6 separate regions of the Sus scrofa genome follow, and regions 1, 2, 3, 4 and 6 are each linked to region 5. A link is a contact called in public Hi-C and HiChIP or PLAC-seq data. All regions are on one chromosome and are shown on one strand. Each heading gives the region's core, a stretch centred on a gene start, on an enhancer-like site or on the middle of the called end of the contact. The rest is flanking DNA. Distances are from core to core; before and after follow the strand shown.

Region 1 (3,375 bases), core at 4-2,503, 260 kb before region 5:
CCAACTGTGGTTAAAACCTCATAAATTTTAGAAAAACAGAATAACTCCCTAAAAGAAGATCGTAAATCCACTCTATAGAAACCATCCACCACAACCCCAAACCTCAGGGTGAATATATTCAGATTTCAGTGGGCTATAGGATTCTTGCTATCCCTTAAATATCACTCTGTTTCCTGGTAAACAGTATCCCTTACCGAGTCTTGGCACATGGATCGTGTAATAAGATCAGACCCCATCGCTCTGCCATTCAAGTTCCGTCTTAAGTCCAGGGTGAAAATCCAGAGCTGCCTTCGTTCCTCCTCTGTCTCTCGGCCTCTTTGTCCCACTGCCTACGATCCAGTTTGAAGTTCGGCACCATCCCTCTTTTTGTGCTTTAGATTTCTTTTTCTCAACTTTTTTTTTTTGTTTGTTTTTTCTTTTTTTTAATGAAGTGATTTGAAATGGAAAATTAAGAACTTAACTGAGAGTCTGGCAGTTTTCTGCTAATGCCTCTGTACTAGGAAGCTTCATAAAATATTATATATTATTATTCACTTCAGCACAGCTGCTCTGGGCTCTCACCCACTTAGTCATTCACAGTATGTCTGAGAGATTAATTTTTATAAGGCTGTGGTTTGGGATATTTTTCTCCCCCTGCACGTTTTACTTAAAATCCTCACCGGGAAAGTTTGTGGGGAAAAAAAATCCACCACCCCTGATAGAAGGTAATTTGGCAATATACATGCTTTCGGAACTATAATTGGCTGTTTTATTTTTTGTGCACGCTCTTTGTTTGGAATACTGCAATCTTTCTACCAGAAATCTCAAATGTAGGGAGGGGGGGATTGAGGACAAGAATGGGAGCTTGCAGGGCTGGTGTGTGTGGCAGGCAAGTTTTTGGAGATGCCCCTTTCTTGATGAAAGCCTCTCGGAGCGTTCAAGCCCTTGGTGTGACCCAAGGTGGGCAGGGGGGCACATGGGCTCAGGAGCACAAGGAAGAGGGAGGCAGAGGCAGGCCAGGGTCCGTGTCGGTGGGGTCCCCACCCCCAGAGTGAGAACCGCACTGTTTATCCCAGCCTCCCAGCAGCAGCCAGCAGGCCAGGGGTGTTTTCAGGACTCAGCTGCCAAAGTTTCTTGAAACAGCTCTGCTCAAAGGCATATGCTGGGCTCACTTCTGAGGGAAATTTCCTTTTTGGGGAAGTTGAAGCAAAGGAATTTCCTGTGTGGGCAGACAGAGCTTCCTGACTTGAAGGCTTCTTGGAAGGGAAACAGTTTCATAATGAAATGACAAATTAAAGACATACCAGCCGGGTTCACTTCAAAACAGCTATTGAGCGTGCAGGCAAAGCCCTATTCTACTCCCTCACAGAACAAAAATAAATCCCATCCTGACAGGTTTCTGTATGCGGGATTAGATCCGTCCCCCACACCTTCCCTCGCAGCCTGCTTCATCTCCCGTCCTCCCACCCCCGCCATTAGCTGCCACCGTCTCTGTCTTCACAGCCCTGGAGCCACCAGCAGGGAGGCCGGGCGCATCTCTCTCTCTCTTGCTGCCTTTCTTTCTGGCTTGGCCCAGTCCTGACCCCCACGGAGGCCCGAGAAGGTTCTGTTACGAGCCCCATGCTGCCAAGCCCCACAGAAAGGACCTCTTTCCTTCCCCGGTGGACACAAAGCAATGATTGAAGATGTCTTCGGCAATGGGCTTAAAAAAAAAAAAAAGAAAAAAAGAAAAAGCAGCCATTTCCTCAGGCTGGCCTTTAAGATCATGCAGGCAGTAAATATGAGTGCTCTTCTGGTCTGGGGAGCTGAGTCCAAAGCCTGGTTTGTTGAAGAAAAGAAGGCTCTGTGTTGGACCGACGATGTTCTTATACCTGAACGTATCATTTTATGCAGTTTAGACAGCTCGCATTTTTTAAATGGACTTGAAGACGCCTGATGAATTAAACTTCTCTTTTTATGGAACAGACCAGGAGAAGCAATGATGGCAGTTATCATTTGGGGTCAATATCAATTAGGCTTGAGCTAAGGGAGGAGAAAAGGCACAGGTTTGGGGATCGGATGTCCAAGGGCCAGCTCTAACTATGTACCACTGGCATCGTCACCAGGGACGAGTGGCTTCACCTCTCAGCCTCAGTTTCCTCATCTCTAAAATGGGCACAGCAGCGCCTTTTCCACAGTATGGTGAGGAAACTCGATTATGACTTCCAAAGCACTTTGTATGCGCCTCTAAAGCCTTGGCCAAATAGCTCTTGCTATTTAGTCACTATTGGGATTGAAATACAGTATTCGATTGAAACAGCAGGAGTGTAGGATTCGGAGATCAGTTTGGCAGATGTTTATTGGAGGTTTTCTCTGTGTGCAGTGTGCTTGGGCTCTGGGGCGAGGGCAATAAATGAAGTGTGAGGTTTAGAGAGGCCACATGGTGTAGCAGAAAGAATCTCGGACTTAGGGTCAGGAGGCCAGGGTTCAAGCCCGGCTGTTACTCAATAGCTCTGTGGCTGGGAGTGAGCTCTTTAACCTTTATGAGCCTCAGTTATTCATCTGTAAAATTGGGGGAAGTCAAACTCTATGACTTTAATAAGTTCTGTTCAACTCTGACATTGTTTAATCAATTTTAAGAGCCTTTTCTGCTGCTCATAGGATTGATTCAGAAGAGTAAGGAGGAAATAGTCCCTGTATGACAGCTTGTCTGATGAAGAAGCTTGCATCAAAAAGCTAGATATTTTTAATTAGTGTGTCTGATATGAACAGGAAAAGAATGGTGCTTGCCAGATATGTCAGCAGTGGCAGTTTGTTTTGGGGTGTTTCTCAGTGAATGCTGACTTGAAAATGACGAGGGTCGCGGCAGTTTCTTCAAGCGAACTTCTCTCAGAATTTTGGTTTACCTTCTCCCAGCTGCTCCAAGGGATATTCGGCATGTTTCCAAATGGTTATTTTATTTTGGTGGCCACACCGGTAGCATGCGGAAGTTTCCAGGCCAGGGCTTGAACCCGCACCACAGCTATAACCAGAGCCACAGCAGTGACAATACCATAAACTTAACCCACTGAGCCTCAAGGGAACCTCCTCTAAATGGTCATTTATTTAAGCCATTCCCATCGTGGACATCTTGTCCAAATAGGCTTCCAGGATAAAGGCCATGATGTTGACTGGGTCCTGCCAATGAGCTTTCATTACGTGCTGATACACAATTTTAGGACTGCCATATTATTCTTCCTCTAATTACCTATTTGTATGAATAAAGGACTGTTAAAAATTTTGCCTCTGAACAATCTTCTCAGCACCCATGTTCGATTTGACAAAATACAAGGGCTGGAAAAATTAGATAGCATGTAGAAGATCACAGTTCTCCAAGTCGAGCACTGAGTGAAAACGGCAGCTGGTGTTACTGGGTGT
Region 2 (3,140 bases), core at 385-2,884, 380 kb before region 5:
GAATGAGCGTGTGAAAAATTCTGAACACAATTTATTATGTGGAGAGAGGAAGGGAAGTTGGTAGGAAAGGTCCGTAGGATAGGGCAGCTTGGGAAATCTGTCCTGGTATACCTGTATATACTACATAACACGCATTATATTTATACAGATGTACTTACCTATCTGTAATTTAATACACATCCATACATCAAACCTATACGTATGATAAGGGTTTAGAATTTAGGCATAATGCTCTCAACTTTCTGCAGTGGACGCTTGCAAACATTTTCAGAGACTATAAATAACAATAGAAACAGTAGAGTGATCAGAGTACGTGCACTCAAGGCTAGAACCCTCAGCCCGACTGGCTCGAAACCTCCTCTAAGTGTTTTTGTTGTTTCTTTTTTTTCCACCAAATATTCCTCCCCCGGCAGGATCCCGGGGGCATCCTATCCGCCAATGACGGTTTCAGAGCTGTGGTCCCGGGGAGGAGTATTATCTCCAGGCACGCGTCCTGTCAACTCAGTAGTCGAGTCACCTATTTCGGTTGGTAGCGGCCGCTATTTCTTTAAAAGGACAGCGGATTTCGAAACCCGGAGGAAGGGGGGGGGGGTGTCAGGAAAAGGAACTCAACTGCCTTTGATAACTGCCCGGCAGCCTTCCCTTCTCCACAACGCATGCGGGGCTGGGGCAGCGCCCGCGGCGGCCGCATCCCCGGCAAGCGCGCCTCCCCTTTTCGGGGCGCCCACCTTCGCGGGGATTCCCCGGCCCACGGGGCTCGGCGTCTGCGGGCGGCCTCCCGGCTTTGTCTCCAGCGTCGCGCTCCGGCGCTCGCTCGCTAGCCCCTTTTCCCCGGTGCGGGCTGTAACCCGATCTCCCATTTCCTGGTGGATTCTCTTAAAGAGGCCGCGGTCGAGAAGCAGAACAAAGGCTATTGTTTTATTTCCTCCTTCGGATTCCGCGTCCTTACCGGAATGCCCTTTCCTATATAATTATTTTCATTGCGTCTCCGCTCGGCGGGGAAAAAATACAAAAAAACCCTTGTGCCTTCCAAAGTATCCGAGAGACGGAGCTCGGGGAGGGGGGGCGCTTAATAAAACCTGTTTTGAGGTTTCTGGGGCCCCGATGGAACCTTTCTTGGCGTGTCTTCCACGAGCCTGGCGCGGCCCGGCCCAGCCTGGGAAGCCCAGCGCTGGCCGGAGGGGGCTGCGCCGCCCGCCTCGTTAGCCACCGCGGCCTCACGCGGCCCCGCTCCCCCGGGATCCTCCGCCCGCGCCCCCGCCGCTGCCGCCGCCCCTCCCCCAGCGCGGCTTTTATTTCCCCGATGCCGGCCTGTAACCCGAGCTTTTATTTCCTGGTGGCTCCTTTAAGAGGCAGAGCTCAGTGCTGGGAATTCACGTCAGTTTCTGCACTGAAACTCTCAAGATCAATGAGCAAAGAGCTTTCTCAGTTCTGCCTTTCAGTTTCTCTCTTCCAGGAAGGAAAACATTCGAGAGAACTAGCGAGGGAGAGCGGCGGGAGGGCGGGGGGCGGGGGCGCCGGCCCGGGTGGGAGGAGAGAGCGGGAGGCCGGCCGGGCTGCGCCCCGGGTCGCCGTGCCGCGCCGCGACCTGCAGACCCCGCCGCCGCGCCGCCCGGCTCCCACGCCCCCGCCGCCCCGCGCGGCGACTCCGCCGGCGCCCCGCCCCGCCCCGCGCGCTCGCGGCCCCCCGGGGCGGCCGCCGGGAGAGATGCTGCAAGAAACTTCTTAAATGACCGCGTCCGGCTGGCCGTGGAGCGTTTCTGGGTTGGGGAGAGGAAAGGAAAGTGGAAAAAAACTGAGAACTTCCTGATCTCTCTCGCTGTGAGACATGTCTGAGACTCCTGCTCAGTGTAGCATTAAGGTAAAGATCTTCTCCCCCTCCCTCTCCGGGGTGGAAAACCTTGAGCTGCACTGGCCCGGCCAGTCCTGCTGGGCTCTCCAGTTCCGAGGGGGCTGCTGCAGTCGCTCTGTTCGCAGGAAATTATTTGGGGCGCCGGGGAAGGAGATGCAGCTCGCGGCGGCTGCCGTACCCTTTAGCGTAACCTTGCTACTCCCCCCTCCCGCCGAGCCCCCTGCCGGCTCCTGCGCCCCCACCCCACCCCCTTTCTTTTTGACGGTGAAATGCCCGTCACCATCGGTCAGGAGGATCCCGAGTGGTGTCTAGGACCGTAAAACAGCCCCGTAATTAGTGCTCTTTTTAAAAAACCTGCTCCCTGCTCCTACTCCCAACATGTGACCAAAATGTAACTTTTGTTCCCGAGGGGTGGTCTCCTTAGAAAAAAAAGTTCTCCAGCCCCATTGGGGTTGGAATCATTTCTTTAAAAAAAAAAAAAAGAAAGAAAGAAAGAAAGAAAGGCTCCCGGAGTCTGATCAGACAGATTCCTCCCCCCACCCCCAACCCCGATTGTAATTGCAAGCGCTTGTGGAAGAGACAGTCGTGGTGTCAGCTTTTCCTGGGCATTGCACAATGAATTTCTTTCTTTTTGTTTGTTTGTTTGTTTCTTTTTTTAAACCAAGGTGAATAAAGTTGCTGAATGGTTGTTTTACTCGGATGCATCTGAAAGTTGAGCAATCCCAAAGTAAAAAACTCCTGCGATGCAGGGAGAGAGAATTATTTAAGTGACCAGGAAAAATGACCTTCCCGGTTTGACAGTGCAGAGAGGATATCTAAGCGTAGAAATCTCCCGGCTTTCTGGCCATGGTTTGCAGTATTGTAAGTGCAGGAGGGTGGAGGATGTTTGCAAACACAGTACTTAGCTTCCAAGTGGTTGTATTTGTGCATTTATATATGTGTATGTGTGTGTCTGTAAAGGCTAGTGGTGCTGCGGTTTGTTGCTTCTAAAAAGTTGCCGTAAAGTTTGCCACCGTGAGGAGGCAGAATGATTTATCCATCTCCCCCAGTTATTTTTGCCATTGCTGCTTTTGTTGTACACTTTCATTTCACTGTCCCATGTACCCAGATGGAAAAGCCTTGCTGCTTCTGTGAGAGGCTGAAGCTGCTGAAGTTTGTTTGTTTATGGCTTGGCCCATTTAAGATGCATTTATTGAGTGGACCCTGCAGCAACAAGGAACAAATAACTGGTTTTCTTCATTGGTGGGGAATTCGAGAAACCTGTACTGTTTTAACATTGCTTTTCTGC
Region 3 (3,457 bases), core at 393-2,892, 280 kb before region 5:
CTGGGTGTCTCCATCAAAGAGAGCAGTATGTTATTTTTTGTCTTTTTAGGGCCACACCTGCAAGATATGGCAGTTTCCAAGCTAGGGGTCCAGCCAGAGCCACAGCTGCAGCAACGTGGGATCTGAGCCACGTCTGCGACCTATACCACAGCTCATGGCAATGCTGGATCCTTAACCCACTGAGCGAGGCCAGGGATTCAATCCATGTCCTCGTGGATACTGGTCGGGTTCATTATTGCTGAGCCATAATGTGAACTCCCAAAGATGACGCTATTTATTTCATGTTTCTAATGGCTGACAGTCTGGGGATTGTGCCACAGTGGATATTAGGTGCATGGTTACAGCAGTAGATTTAAGAATGAGGACCAGGAGTTCCCATTGTGGCTTAGCAGTCATGGACCCGACTAATATCCATGAGGACTCGGGTTCGATCCTTGCCTGACTCTGTGGGTTAAAGATCTAGCATGCGTGAGCTATGGTGTAGGTTGCAGATGCGGCTTGGATCCACGTGGCTGTGGCTGTGTAGCTCCTCCCATTCAACCCCTAACCTGGGAACCTCCATGTGCCGCAGATGCAGCCAAAAAAAAAAAAAAAAAAAAAGAATGAGAACCATGTCAGTCACCCCAGAGAGGAACAAAAAGAGAGATAAAGGAGATGCGTCTGTGGTGTGGGGTCCCCAGGTGTGAGTTTGGTTCTCCTTGGACAGGAGCCCACACTGGGCAGCATCCTTTCTGGGGTCCCCTTTCCCGCTGCTGGCCACAAACCCAGGGTCACTGTAGGTGTGTGGCCACTAGCATATTGTTTGAGGGCCCAAAAGCACATTTTGCTTTTTCCCCCTTTAGTCAAAGTACCTACCGTTTCTTTTGTTTCGCACAAATCTCGTCCTTGAAACTTTTTTTTTAATTACTCAATGAATTTATCACATCTGTAGTTATATCATGATCATCACAATTTCACAGGATTTCCATCCCAGAGCCCAAGCACATCCCGCACCCCCCAAAACTGTCTCCTCCGGAGACCATAAGTTTTTCAAAGTCTGTGAGTCAGCCTCTGTTCTGCAAAGAAGTTCAGTCTGTCCTTTTTTTCAGATTCCACATGTCAGCGAACCTTTTGAAAAGAGCCTCCATCCCAGGCTTAAGGTGTTGCTCTATTGCTGAGTGAAAACCATCACCAAGAGTACACGGCCCTCGAGGTCCACAATCCCTTAGTCTCGGGCCTTCTTTTTAGGGGTGTCATCATGACATAGTGTGGCGGTTTTCATCTCGAATTGTTTGGGCACGAGGGGTCCGGCCGTGCCGTGTGGACTCAGGTGGCAATAAGGACAGGGGACCAGGCACAAATGGAAACACACAGGGGGCTGCTCCAAAGAAAGGACAACAAAAAGAAGGCCCAACACGATAATGTAGCAAGTCAGAGTGTATACATTTTCAAGGTGACACCTCCCTCGACCCTTTTCTCAGCAGGCTTCGCGATCGACTTCCCAAGAAACAAAGTCAAATCTGCTGTGAGGGCTGGGTTCCTCCCACCTCGATGGAGCCGGTGAGGGTGAGGAGCTGGGCTTGAGGTGGCCTCTCTCACGCGTCCGGACCAGTTACAGGATCTTGTCAGTTTCTCCTGGCTTTAAGAGAAAGTCACTGTCTTACGAAATGCCACCTTCTTTTTTTCTCGCGCTCGCGCCATGCCATTTGAAAGCTCTGGCTGCACGATGTTTTCTTCATCAACAGTTTCACTTCTGCAAAAACCCCAACAAAACAGAAAGCTATTTCTGGGAATAAAGTTAACGGTAGATAAGATAGCTAGACGTATATTGGTGGGGAGTTAGTTGAGGGTTGAAGCCTATGGAGAATTTTTTACACTAGAAAAACAGACTATGTTTAACTGTTTAAAAAAAAAAAAAGCCTATCTCACCTTGAAAACCCCCAAACATATTTTGTATGTTTCCCATATGTGTGTTTGTCTTTGCCTTTTTCACCTCAAAACCCCCAAACCAAACACCAAAAATATAACTCATCCTTAAGTTAGAGTTGCCCCAAATATGTGTGATGTTTGGTGAAGTTCACAAAAGGTGAAGTGGAAGGTGTTGCCTCTGGGCTACCTTTCATAGGACACCTTGATTGATCCAGAGGTGAAATTTAAATCGAGGGTGTCTGCCCTTCAGTAAGAAATTCACTAGGAGGGAGTTCCTGTGGTGGCGCAGTGGAAATGAATCTGACTAGAACCATGAGGTTGCAGGTTCGATCCCTGGCCTCGCTGCTCAATGGGTTAAGGATCCAGTGTTGCCATGAGCTGTGGTGTAGGTCGCAGATACAGCTCGGATCTGGCATTGCTGTGGCTCTGGCGTAGGCTGGCAGCTGCAGCTCCGATTTGACCCCTAGCTTGGGAACCTCCATATGCTGCAGGTAAAAGCATAAAACAACAACAACAACAAAAAAAAAATTCACTAGGAAACTTTAAGAAGTGCGTTTAAACAGAAGTGTTTCAAATGCCCTAGTTGCCAGTAGAGGATGCCTCAGGAACGGTATAGTGATTCCATTCGGAAATTACAAAAAAAGTATGTATATATTCATTTAAAATTGAAACTTCCTACCACAACCACCAAACTTTCCAGGTTATAAGCAGAAGAGAAGCTTCATTTTGGTCCAGGGCTGGGGGACTCCCCTGCTTCCCTTTGCACAGTTGATAGAGTCTAAAATGTTAGAGAACTCTTTCCAAAACGTAAACACCCCCTTCGCTTTATTTTAATCTGTTTTTTTTTTTTTTCTTCTGCTCTTGATTTTTGTTTTCACAATGGCAACTTACGGATCTCCTACCACCACCCACCACCCCACCACCACCTTATTTTTGGACCGTGTGTGTCCCACTTTACTTTGCCCAGTTAAACCACAGAAACGAACGGAAGTTATGTTTCTGTGTGGACTGCAAGTCAAACCAGTTGGTATGTCGAGCTGCGATGTAAATTGCCCTCCTCTTCCAGCTGAACACAATGGTTGGTTTCTTGCCATCATTTGCCACATTTTAACTGAAAACGAATAATAATCCTCCCATCTCATCCACTTGATTTAATTGCTCTAACAAACGCTGTGTGCTTGAATTTAAACAGAGGTGGTGTCAAGTCTTCTTGTCCCCCTTTCCTTTGTCGGTTGAGTAAAGATCTTCAATTAAACAGTACTTCCTTAAATGAGGATTATTCTGTGAGTGGGCCCTGAAATGCTTCAGAAGGAAAGGAAATAGTCATTCTAAGATAGAGAAATGGGGGAGACAAGGAAATGCCTGTTGATGTGGCAGATAACTCCCTGCTGGGAAGGGGAAAAAAATGAAACGCTGGAGGTGTTTGGTAGTGGTGGTTGTGTAAAGAGACACAGTAGGTGAGAGAAAAATCTTGCTTGTGGATTTAACTAAATCTAGAACTTAGAAGCCATCATTTGGGCTCACCTCTGACTGGATCTGAGTATGGACT
Region 4 (3,296 bases), core at 60-2,559, 320 kb before region 5:
GACACAGGTACTATTTGTAGCAGACCACCAAGCGGGATGGGCATTGTTTCCTTGCAGGCACGTAAAAATCCCACACGTGCCCCTGCTCGCCTTCTGATCCCTCAAGCCGGTTACGGAGCTATTCATGCCTTCCGTGCAGCTGAAGCCCAGCGCCACCCAAGCAGTTCTGCTGTTCCGCTGGTTTATTTTTCTTACCCTTGCCCCCACCCACCTTGGTGTTCTGCCTTCGGTGTTTATTGAGTTACTCATTCAGCCAGACCTGTGGGGATAATGAAGAGATGTAAGAAACTGCCCCAGGACTTCGGGGACTTAAAACCCATTTGAGAAGAAAGGGCTAAGCACATGAAGGAGTCATCTAGCAACACGAGCCCTTGGACGGAGGAGATAAAAATGAGCCAAGAAGGGGATTTCTGTGCAGGAGTGGTCAGTAGGCTGGACTGAGTTGGCAGTCTCACTACATGGCCTAGACGCTTAGTCTCTCCCCTTATTATTATTATTTTTTAATTTTTTTGGCTCTTTCCACAGCTGTGGCATGCAGAAGTTCTCAGGCCAGGGATCGAATCCATGCCACAGCAGTGACCTGAGCCACAGCAGTGACAATTCCAGATCCTTAATTGCTAGACCACTAGGGAACTCCTTTATTTTATATAATATTCGATATATACACAAGAAGATATGCGTTACAAAGCATAGTGATAAAATGAATCTCGCTGTCTTCCCACCTGAGTTAGCCACCATCTTGAATTTGGTGGGTTTTATTCCTTTGCCACCTCTGTGTTTTGTTTTGTTTTGTTTTTTAACTTTTTCAAACATCTCCGTAGAACTCATGTGTTTTCATTGGCAGTCTCATAATTTTCTGTGAAACGGCACCTCTGGAGGCAACAAGGACTTACATTATGGTTAATTTTATGTGTCAACCTGGCTGAGATATTGGCCAAACATTATTCTGGATGTTTCTGTGAAGGTGTTTATGGATGAGATTAACATTTGAAATCATGGACTTGAGTAGAGCAGGTTGCCCTTCAGGATAGGGGTGGGCCTCTTCCAATCAGTTGAAGGCCTGACGAGCACAAAAGACTAACCTCTCCCCTCCTGGGAGGAAGGAATGCAGCAGCCAGCCTTTGGCCTTGAATTCTAGCCTCGGCTCCTGTCTGGGTCTCCAGCCCTCTTTGTAGATTTTGGACTCGTCAGCCTCTGAACCTATGACCCAGTGCCTCAGAAGAAGTCTCTTCCTGTGTCTCTACACACGTCACTGGCTTGGTTTCTCTGGAAAGCCCTGACAAAGACAGCACATCACATTTCACATGCCACCTAGGTAGCTGTACAGAATTGAGCAGTGTGCTCTTAGGTCAAGAGATCAGCAGTGTGTTAGTCACAGGCTGGGAAAGCGTGTGGCTAATTCTGGTCTAGGCTGTGGGAGAGAAACCTGGCTTTTCTGTAGAAACAAAGCTAACCGTCTCTTTGAGGAGTACTCCTTTCTCCCTTTTAGTCCTGTACCTCCTTTCGAGGTGCTCTGGCTTTTTCTGGTCACTCAGCTACTTTCTCCTCCGCACCTCCGTCCCCTTAGAGCCATCCTTCCCAGCGCATGTGCAGTCCTACCTGTGTGTTCCCATGCATTCCATGAGGAATCTTGTTCTGCTTGTCACCAGGAAAGACACCCGCCCAAGGGTGGGGGCTGTGGTCAGTCTGTATTTCTCATGTGTGTCCAGTGCCAGATTATCAGTCGAGGTGCCTCTCAACCTGTTGAGCCCACGTTATCCTCTCCCAACAGCAGCGCCAGGCGGTAGCTGCGGTCATCGTGCTGCTTGCCCTGCAGGGGGAAATGGCAAAGAAAGTTGTTGAAATGGGTTTGGATCCAGATAGTGTGGTCTCAGAGGTCCCGTTCTTCACCCTTTTTATTTATGGGTTGATGTTAACATTCTTTTAATTACAGTTGATTTACAGTGTTTTGTCAATTTCTGCTGTATAGCAAAGTGACCCCGTTATACATATATGTACATTCTTTTTCTCACATTATCTCCCGTCCTGTTCCATCACAAGTCCTCACACCTTTTAAACACATTGTAAACTGGGAAGTGCTCTGCAGATGTGATACGGCTGTGGTCAAAACATGCCCACTGCCTTGGAGCCCTGTGGTCTGCAGGCTGAGGGCTTGGGTGTGGGAAGAGCTGATCCAGGCTCATGAGGTCCTTGGGAGGAATGTATTTCTCTTCCTGGAAAAGCTCTGGTTCTTTAACAGGAGCCTTCCCGTGGCCTCAATTCCTGAGCCCCAAGGAAGAGGCCTTTAGGAAGGATGGTTAGGGGCGAGGAGGTTTTGAGCCTCCTCGAGGTCACACCAAGAAAGCCACTCCTACTTGGTGTTTGAACAGGTCCCGAGGGAGTACCTGTTGTGGCTCAGTGGTAATGAACCCGACTAGTATCCATGAGGACACAGGTTGGATCTCTGGCCTTGCTCAGTGGGTTAATGATGCTGCATGGCTGCAAGCTGCAGTGTAGGTCACAGACGAGGCTCAGATCCTGTGTTGCTATGACTGTGGTGTAGGCTGGCAGCTGTAGCTCTGATTCGACCCCTAGCCTGGGAACTTCCACGTGCCGTAGGTGCAACTCTAAAAAGGAAAAAAAAAAAAAAAAAAAAACATACCACCCCTCCTTTTTTCTGCATCTCTCCTGGTTCCCTCTCTGTTGTACTCTCTTGTTGACCCTGGGATGTAGAGATACTGTTTCTGGTCCCAGATTCCTTTTTCGAAGGAAAGAGAATGTTTGTGTACACCTCTGTTTTCTGCGGGAGATCCGTGCTGCTCCCTCTGCTTCCCAAACATTTCTCCTGAAAGCGTTTTCAAAGCATCAGTCATGCAAGGTAACAATGGTTTCTGGATCTTTTTAGGGGCATGTTCTTAAGTACTCAAAATGAGTAAAAGTCATGATTTATATGTCATTTCCTTGTTTTCTTCAACAGCATTATGCTTGAATCAGTAAGTATTTCGGTCAACATTTTTTGAGGAAGACTTGTGTGATGTTTCCCAACCTTCCCCTCCCCCGAGGGTGGACTTGCATCACTGAATCACTTTTCTCTACCTTTTTTTTTTTTTTTTTCCCCGCTTTCTGTCTCCTGTTTTGTCAAGGCTCCAGCAAACTCCAGCCCTTTTGCGGTGTTTTTTCAGTCCTGAAATTTTAGCGTGGCTTCTGTGATTGTGTTAATTTCCCAGCATTATTTCCCAGCCCGTCAAGGAAGCCTCGTAAAAACAAAGCACTTTGTTAAATCCTCAGGTGGAGGTTTAAGCCCTGGTAAACACAGA
Region 5 (3,540 bases), core at 998-3,497:
AGAACCTACTGTGCACCAGGTTCATAAAAGACTAGGGGACCTTACTTTCAACATGGTGATACAGGATGCAGTAAATGCTAAGAAGAGTCCGAAGAGTCCAAAGAGTCGGCACCCAGCCTGGAGTCCGGGAAGACCCACACCTTGGCTGTTCGCCAGGCAAACAAGGGCGAGAACAGAAACGCAGGAGCATAACCATGTGCAGGGAACTACAATCCAAGCTTTGAACTGTCGGCAAATTGTAGGTCTGGAGAGATAACAAGGGCAAGTTCATGAAGACATGTCCAGAAACTCACCTAATCCTGGGGAAGGTGAGAGCCATGGATGCTGTGAAAGGGAGGCTCAGGGTGCACGCTGTGCTGCAGGTGGTCCTGGAAGGCGGGTCCCACGCTGAAATCTAATGAGAGCACAGCCAGCCTCAGAGAGCCTGGCTTCCAGAGGAATTCCTCACGGGCCAGGTCACACCTCCCTCAGCATTGCTTCCCCGGTACCCACCAGAGTCTGACCCACAGGAGACGCTGAGCTGAACAGAATCAAAATTAACCAACTTCCTTATCCGACCTTTTGCATTTTAAACCACATCTCCAGCTATGGGGTTCATTCCATCACAGTTTTATTAAGCCCCCCTGAGGGGTACACCATTAAGTAGGGAGAGAAGATACAAAGGCAAATGATCACCATCCAGTGAAACAAAGGTTATAATTCAAGTGCATGCAAAGTACTTTAGGAGCCAGAGATAGAAGCAAGTAACTGTCAGCGGAAGCCAGGAAGTTTCCGCCACGTAAGAAATATTTGAACTGGGTTTTGCAGGAAACACAGGAATTCAGTAGTCAGTGACATGCAAGAGTGTTCCAGCCTAAAGATGGGCAGAGGAAGGGAGATGTGAGAGAGAGCTGGAAGGTTCCACCATGAATGATTAGTACTTCCACTCACTGGGGATTAGGTATAAGAATCCAATGAGCAGAGACCCTAAAACAGTGGGTTTCCAAACTGGGCTGAACATCATAAACACCTGGGGAACTTTTAACCATCCAAAGCACACACCACCTCCAACCAATTAAATCAAGAGCTCAGGCTGGGAGCCAGCCATTGGGATTTTTTTTTTTCTCTCTTTTTTTGAAAGCTCCCAAAGCGATTCAATGTGCTGCCAGGTTTGAGAACCACTAGTCTAGAAAGAAGAAAAGTGTGCAGAATTCGTGGAGGTCAGGCCCTCCTGATGTCCCCCTCCCCCAGTCCTGGCACATATGCCCCCTGGGAAAAAAGTCCCCAAACTTTTTTTTGCAAACCACAGCCATGGGCTTCTTCCTGCTGCCCCTCCCCCCACCAGCTCTTTGCTCTGATGAAGCGTTTCTCAAAGTTGCTCCCCAGACAGCAGTATCAGCCTCCCAGGGAAACTTGGTAAAAATGCGCATTTCTCACCTTCTTCTTCCCAGACCGTGGGACTGCTCCCCAGAGCATGGGGCCCAGCAATCTGCCTTAACAAACTCCCCAAGCATGCCAAGGTATGAGAACCACTGTTTCCGGAACACCGATTCCAAGCAGTGTCTAGGTGTGGCTTTGCAGGTGCGGGGGCTGCACCCCCAGAACCTGCTGGAGTTGCTGCTTCATCAGCAGCATTCTGGAGCCGACCTTATACCATCACATGGGCCTAGAATCAAGGGGCCAGAAGACAGGTGGCCGGTTGTTCTCTGTGATACCAGGGAAACGCTTTAGGGTAGGGAGGTACGGGGCTGGGGGAGGGAGGTCATTTATTTTCTCCTTTTAATGCAAAGTGGGTTGCTTTATTTTCTCCTTTATTTTCTCCTTGTAAGCAATCCTTCAAGATATTTTAAATCAGGACTGGCAGGAAAACCCATAAGGTCGATGGGCATGGATTTAGCACAGGTACTTTTCCTCCGGAGAAAGGGATAGGTTAAGGGGCTGGAAGTCTTATGTGGGGGAGGAGGAAGGAGGAAGAAGGGCACTGCTGGTTCACTGCCTCATCCATCCCCTCCTCCCAGCCCCAACCTGATGGAGAATTCGCAGTTCCTAGGAAGAAAATAAAATAAAGGAAGCTACAAAGGAAATGAGTTTTCCGCATAGAAATGGAAATGGCCTTTCCCCTTAAGGTCAGACGGTCGGACAGAAAGGAGTACACCTTGCAGAACAACCCGGGCTTTCTTGCTGCTGGAGCCAGTCACTTCCTGAGTCCCCACTCACTTGAACAATCAGCCAGCTTCTCATTGACGCATTGATTTCGGAGAACACCAGTGTGTTCTCTGGCACACAATTAAAGAGGGCAAATGCTTTCAGGTTTTTACCTTCTGCTTTCAGCTCCACTGTTCAAGCCAAACTACAGAACTATCTGTACTTTTTCTCCCTCCCGCTTTAGCAAATCAAATTCCCCAAATTGGGGGATTTGACAGCGAGTGTATAGCGCCACCTGGTGACCACTAATAAAAACAGCTTTCTTCCTGGTTCTCTCGTTTATCTTTGTAATAATCAAAGGCTGCAGCTTCCTGACAGGTATACATTCAGATTTCATGCCTGGTCTACTTTCCCGTGGGAATTGCAACCTTGGCTGAAAATCTCCTGTTTTTTCGCAGGCACGAAACACAATATAAATAAGCAACAGAGTTTTCTCTGTCTCTTAAATAATCAAGCATTTTAAATCTTTTAAAGTACAAATGTATTGGTTGACAAAAGGAAGCAAGAAACTTCTGGCTCTACCTCTAAATCATGACAAATTGTCAAGGATAAGTTCTCCCTTACCATGATTCCTGGGGTCCCAGTGAACAGGAGAGCTGAAGTACCCTTGACACGACAATATCCTGGATTTCAAATTTCTGAAGCAATATGGTTTTTTTCTTGATTGAGATATAATTTACATATAACATTATACTAGTTTCAGGTGTACAACGTAATGATTTGATATTTGTCTACACTGCAAAATGATGACCACAATAAGTCTAGTTAACATCTGGCATCATACACAGTATGGTTGTACGGTGACCAAAGCACTATTTAGTGCTGGAAAGGAAATTCGGTCTGCAGAGCTATTGTCAGTAGTGGAACTTGCAGACAACTAGGCATCAGGAGAAATCAGTTCTAGTCTTGGCATTGCTGCTAGGCCACTGTGTGACCTTAGGCAAGTGACTCAATCTATTTGGAAACTTAGTGTCCCAGGCTCACTACCCTCTTCACTATTTTCCCATGATTTTAAAGACATTCCCTTCCAAAATTCACCTCTAAAAAAGTAACTACCGACTTTTCTGTCTTTGGTAATCGGATGTATAAATGTCCAACGAGCTTCTGATCATCATGAAGCAACCAGTTACCATAATGACTTTACATCTTAGAAACAAAGACATTAGACCTTATCGTGCTCCTCGGTGCAGGTATGACTACTGTTAGACTTTTAAAACATTGAGAACCTAATAAAATCCATTAAGAAAAATTAAAAAAAAATAAAACATTGAGACCCTAGGTATAACTTTCCCAAGCCCTAAGGGCTGAGGAGTCTCAGTTTGGGAACCACCACCAGATAATCTTGAAGGTACTCTG
Region 6 (3,157 bases), core at 32-2,531, 300 kb before region 5:
TGTACAGCAGAGCGATGCAGCCACACCTGTACACACGTCCGTTCTCATTCAGGTTCTTTTCCCTCAAGATGATCACAGAACATTGGGCAGAGTTCCCTGGGCCAGTCATTCCACACACCTCAGGGTGCCTATGCTGATCCCAAGTCCCCAGGCCATCCCCACCCCCAGGGGTCCCCCTTGTCAACCATGGATTTCACAAGCCAGGTTTTTTTTTTCCCTTCCTTTTTTTTTTAAAATCTTTTCCGGTCACCCTGTGGCATTGGAGTTCCTGGGCCAGGGACCAGATCCGAGCCACAGTTGTGACAATGCCATTTCCTTCACCCACGGTGCTAGACGTGGGATCAAACCTGCATCCCAGCACTCCCAAGATGCTGCCGATGGCACAATGGGAACTCCTCAAAAACCGGTTTTTGATCTTTGAGTTCCTGTGGTAAGTAGAATGAGACTATGTTCTCCTTCTTCCGTGTTAAATTTTCAGCACCTATCACAGTGTTTAATAACCACAGGAAAAAAATCTTTTTTTAACTACAGCTAGGTGGCCGAATGAATGGGTACCCCTTACAAGCAAGTATTTACCTTTTCTAATCAGATGGTTTTCCGCTCGCCCCAGACTACACATATCAAGAATTTAGGATGCTCATGGAGAAAAAGGAGGGCTTTGTGTTTTTGTCCATAGCACTTCTATCTGACAGCAAGAGCTGGCCAAACTTTAGAAGTCTTTTTGGAGGTTTTGAAATTCCCCACTGTTATTCTTAAGAAGAAGAGAGAGAGAATAGTTTTTTTTTTTTTTTTTCTTCTACCTTCTTGGCCAATAAGGAAAAGCAAATTTCAGAAAAACATGGGACGGAACAGGAAGTGTTTAGAGGTTTAGTCATACTTGTTAGGTATGAAAAAGCCCCACTGCATTCTCATATTGTTTCTTTTATGGACTTAACACTTCCTACTTTGAGAATACCTTCCTCCCCAAGGGCTCGGGCCCTTTACAGTCATTAATCTTCATTCCGCTGCTTTTCTGAGAGACTCGAAATGTTAACTGCCATTTTGCCCGTGTCATACCAGCTCCAACACTCAGCCGAGTGTATCTTATCTGTGCGGGTCCATTAGCTCCGTGGAGAATGTGGCCCCACTCAGGGCCACAGGGGGACCAATGTGGCCTGGTTTCGCCCTTGAAATGGCACCTCCCAGGAATCACCTCCATCCCAGCCCAGCCGAGAGGGTGCATCATCCAGGAGGGCGGGTCACCCTGGCAAGGAGACTCCCTCCCACCTCATGGTCCTGACCTTCAGCCCGGCCGGCCGCCAGAGATGTGACCCCGATGATGCTGTGTGCTCAGTGCAGTCACATCTCTGGTGCCACTTGGTAGGAGATTCAGAACACACAGCCATGAAATTAGAGCAATTTGAAATAAAGAGGGGATAGCTTTCGGTCTGCAAGGTCAAAAATTTCTGGCTTCTTGGTTGTGTGTTTGGGGTCTTTTTTTTTTTTTTCCTGCTACCCTTTTTCATGGTGAAAACGAAAACAAGAACTGATCACTACCTGATTTCTGAAACAAGAAGTGTGATTGCAGATACTTCTGTTGGCCTCAGATTTTTTTCATCTGAAAAATGCGGATGCTGGTCTCGATTTCTCGGGCCCCGTTCTGCGCACACCCAACCGTGAGGAAAGAAGCAGGAAGTAGGAAGCAGGAGGGTGAAAAGAAAACAGACTCTGTCTCCTCCAAAGCTCTACACACAAAGGAGACCGTCTCCTTTTTAAAAATCTCTCCACATACCCAGGGCATTTCCACCTGTCGCCTTCTGCCCTCTCACCCTGTGTTGTTTGTCCTTTTTAAGTGCCAGGGAGGGCGCGGACAACTGCCCTGGGTTTCTGGGTGTGCCTCACACACAGACACACCTTCCCCTTTCTGTCCCTAGAGGACCTGGAACAACCCTTGCTGTTAGGACGCCCTGATCCTGGGCCTAAATCCATTATCCCGGATGTCTCTTTTCTATTTAAATTGCCCGCCTCCAGGTTTGCAATCACTTTATGAAACACTTGAACTTTCAAAAACTTTCTAATAGATCTTTTACTATCTTGCCTGAGCCCGTGGTGCTACTTTTCATTTTGCTGGGGGTCCCTGCTCTTGATTCGGGGAGAACACGTTGCATCAAGGCTTAGGAATCCAACCTCCTTAGATTGAAATTCTAGCCCACTTGTTGTGGGACACTGGATAAATAAGTTCTTGCAACTCATTGGTTTCTTCATTTATGAAACAGAAAGGTATCCTATCCTAAGTGTCTGGTACATAGAAGGTGCAGAATAGACTTGATCGACCTCTTTATCTTCCTTTTGCTCTCCCCCCACACACCCCCACTGCTGGAATCTGCCTGTCGACACATCACTTCATTTTCCTTCTTTCCCTTCTGTTTAAATACAGCAGGTCCCCTCTCTAACAACCCACATGGGGCTTCACTGCCCCTGAATGTTTATGGAACCAGTTGGGAAAGAGGTGTCATTAGCAAGAACCAGTTACCTCAATGCAAGAAATGTAATGTGCTCATTACTAGAGCAGGGCAGGCACTTCCCACACCCCCGACCCCAGGCTTGATAATATTGAAGAGTTGATCTGTAAATCCACATGCAGCTTATGCTGAGAGAGGGTCCCCTGCCCTCATGCTGGGAGCAGACTGCAGGGAAAGCGCCGCCCAGCAGACCACTGGGCGTTCCTGCTGTGACCTCTCCCGTGCTCATCCAAAGAAGCAAAGGCGTGTTTCCTCGTCAGGCAGAGTGTGGCTACTAGTGTTACAGAAAGTATCTTGAAATCTCTCTCCTCCAGTATCTCCCCAACTCAGAGAGATGGATGGATTAGCTGATGGACCCAAGATGTGCTGACCTGGCAGTGGCAACTTCTGCTTATTGCAGCATCTTTATACGATTTGAGTCTTTTTTTGAGTCTTTTGATTTCTCTTTCCCATTTTTTTTTTTTTCTGCTTGAAAACAGATGATAGGCAAAGGCATTTGAAAGTGGCTTAATCTCTCTAATGGATAATAGTTTTACATGACTGTTGTGTCTTCTACAGCACAGTCCTCCGTGTAAAATGATGGGATATCTTGAGCCCACACAGATGGAGCCACCAAGCCAGCTCAGAAATGACCACATCTGTATGTGTGTACCTGT

Evidence for each region. Hi-C and Micro-C count contacts between places; a contact is called where the count stands out from the background. HiChIP or PLAC-seq counts read pairs in DNA pulled down with a chosen protein or histone mark.
Region 1: a contact with region 5 is called in a Hi-C map of alveolar macrophages, with 4 times the contacts expected there. The contact joins two enhancer-like sites. A contact is called at or near these places in 4 of 47 Hi-C or Micro-C datasets (alveolar macrophages, embryonic fibroblasts, fetal liver and 1 more) and 1 of 2 datasets of contacts at active chromatin or transcription factors (alveolar macrophages).
Region 2: a contact with region 5 is called in an H3K27ac HiChIP or PLAC-seq map of alveolar macrophages. The contact joins the promoter of ETV6 here to the enhancer-like site in region 5. A contact is called at or near these places in 2 of 5 promoter capture datasets (fetal liver and liver), 23 of 47 Hi-C or Micro-C datasets (adipose tissue, alveolar macrophages, blood and 14 more) and 2 of 2 datasets of contacts at active chromatin or transcription factors (alveolar macrophages and skeletal muscle).
Region 3: a contact with region 5 is called in an H3K27ac HiChIP or PLAC-seq map of alveolar macrophages. The contact joins two enhancer-like sites. A contact is called at or near these places in 5 of 47 Hi-C or Micro-C datasets (embryonic fibroblasts, epiblast stem cells, omental adipose tissue and 2 more) and 1 of 2 datasets of contacts at active chromatin or transcription factors (alveolar macrophages).
Region 4: an H3K27ac HiChIP or PLAC-seq map of alveolar macrophages shows a contact between it and region 5. The contact joins two enhancer-like sites. A contact is called at or near these places in 2 of 47 Hi-C or Micro-C datasets (embryonic fibroblasts and epiblast stem cells) and 1 of 2 datasets of contacts at active chromatin or transcription factors (alveolar macrophages).
Region 6: a contact with region 5 is called in an H3K27ac HiChIP or PLAC-seq map of alveolar macrophages. The contact joins two enhancer-like sites. A contact is called at or near these places in 3 of 47 Hi-C or Micro-C datasets (embryonic fibroblasts, epiblast stem cells and subcutaneous adipose tissue) and 1 of 2 datasets of contacts at active chromatin or transcription factors (alveolar macrophages).

What each region holds. Positions count from the first base shown.
Region 1 is chr5:60,651,054-60,654,428 of Sscrofa11.1, reverse strand. The region is part of intron 2 of ETV6 (transcription factor ETV6); the gene reads left to right. Among named protein-coding and RNA genes, the nearest start is that of ETV6, 120 kb to the left of the region's middle. Within about 2 kb of position 1,253, at least 43 of the 83 cell types and tissues checked have an H3K27ac peak or open chromatin away from gene starts, as enhancers often do. A contact at or near this core is called in alveolar macrophages, where this site is marked.
Region 2 is chr5:60,775,286-60,778,425 of Sscrofa11.1, reverse strand. ETV6 (transcription factor ETV6) reads left to right here and starts at 1,634. Exons shown (of 8, transcript XM_005652587.3): 1 at 1,634-1,861. The coding sequence starts at 1,829.
Region 3 is chr5:60,669,271-60,672,727 of Sscrofa11.1, reverse strand. The region is part of intron 1 of ETV6 (transcription factor ETV6); the gene reads left to right. Among named protein-coding and RNA genes, the nearest start is that of ETV6, 110 kb to the left of the region's middle. Within about 2 kb of position 1,642, at least 6 of the 83 cell types and tissues checked have an H3K27ac peak or open chromatin away from gene starts, as enhancers often do. A contact at or near this core is called in alveolar macrophages, where this site is marked.
Region 4 is chr5:60,711,729-60,715,024 of Sscrofa11.1, reverse strand. All of the region lies in intron 1 of ETV6 (transcription factor ETV6), which reads left to right. Among named protein-coding and RNA genes, the nearest start is that of ETV6, 63 kb to the left of the region's middle. Within about 2 kb of position 1,309, at least 6 of the 83 cell types and tissues checked have an H3K27ac peak or open chromatin away from gene starts, as enhancers often do. A contact at or near this core is called in alveolar macrophages, where this site is marked.
Region 5 is chr5:60,393,183-60,396,722 of Sscrofa11.1, reverse strand. No RefSeq gene overlaps it. Among named protein-coding and RNA genes, the nearest start is that of BCL2L14, 37 kb to the right of the region's middle. Within about 2 kb of position 2,247, at least 12 of the 83 cell types and tissues checked have an H3K27ac peak or open chromatin away from gene starts, as enhancers often do. A contact at or near this core is called in adipose tissue and alveolar macrophages, where this site is marked.
Region 6 is chr5:60,689,620-60,692,776 of Sscrofa11.1, reverse strand. All of the region lies in intron 1 of ETV6 (transcription factor ETV6), which reads left to right. Among named protein-coding and RNA genes, the nearest start is that of ETV6, 86 kb to the left of the region's middle. Within about 2 kb of position 1,281, at least 16 of the 83 cell types and tissues checked have an H3K27ac peak or open chromatin away from gene starts, as enhancers often do. A contact at or near this core is called in alveolar macrophages, where this site is marked.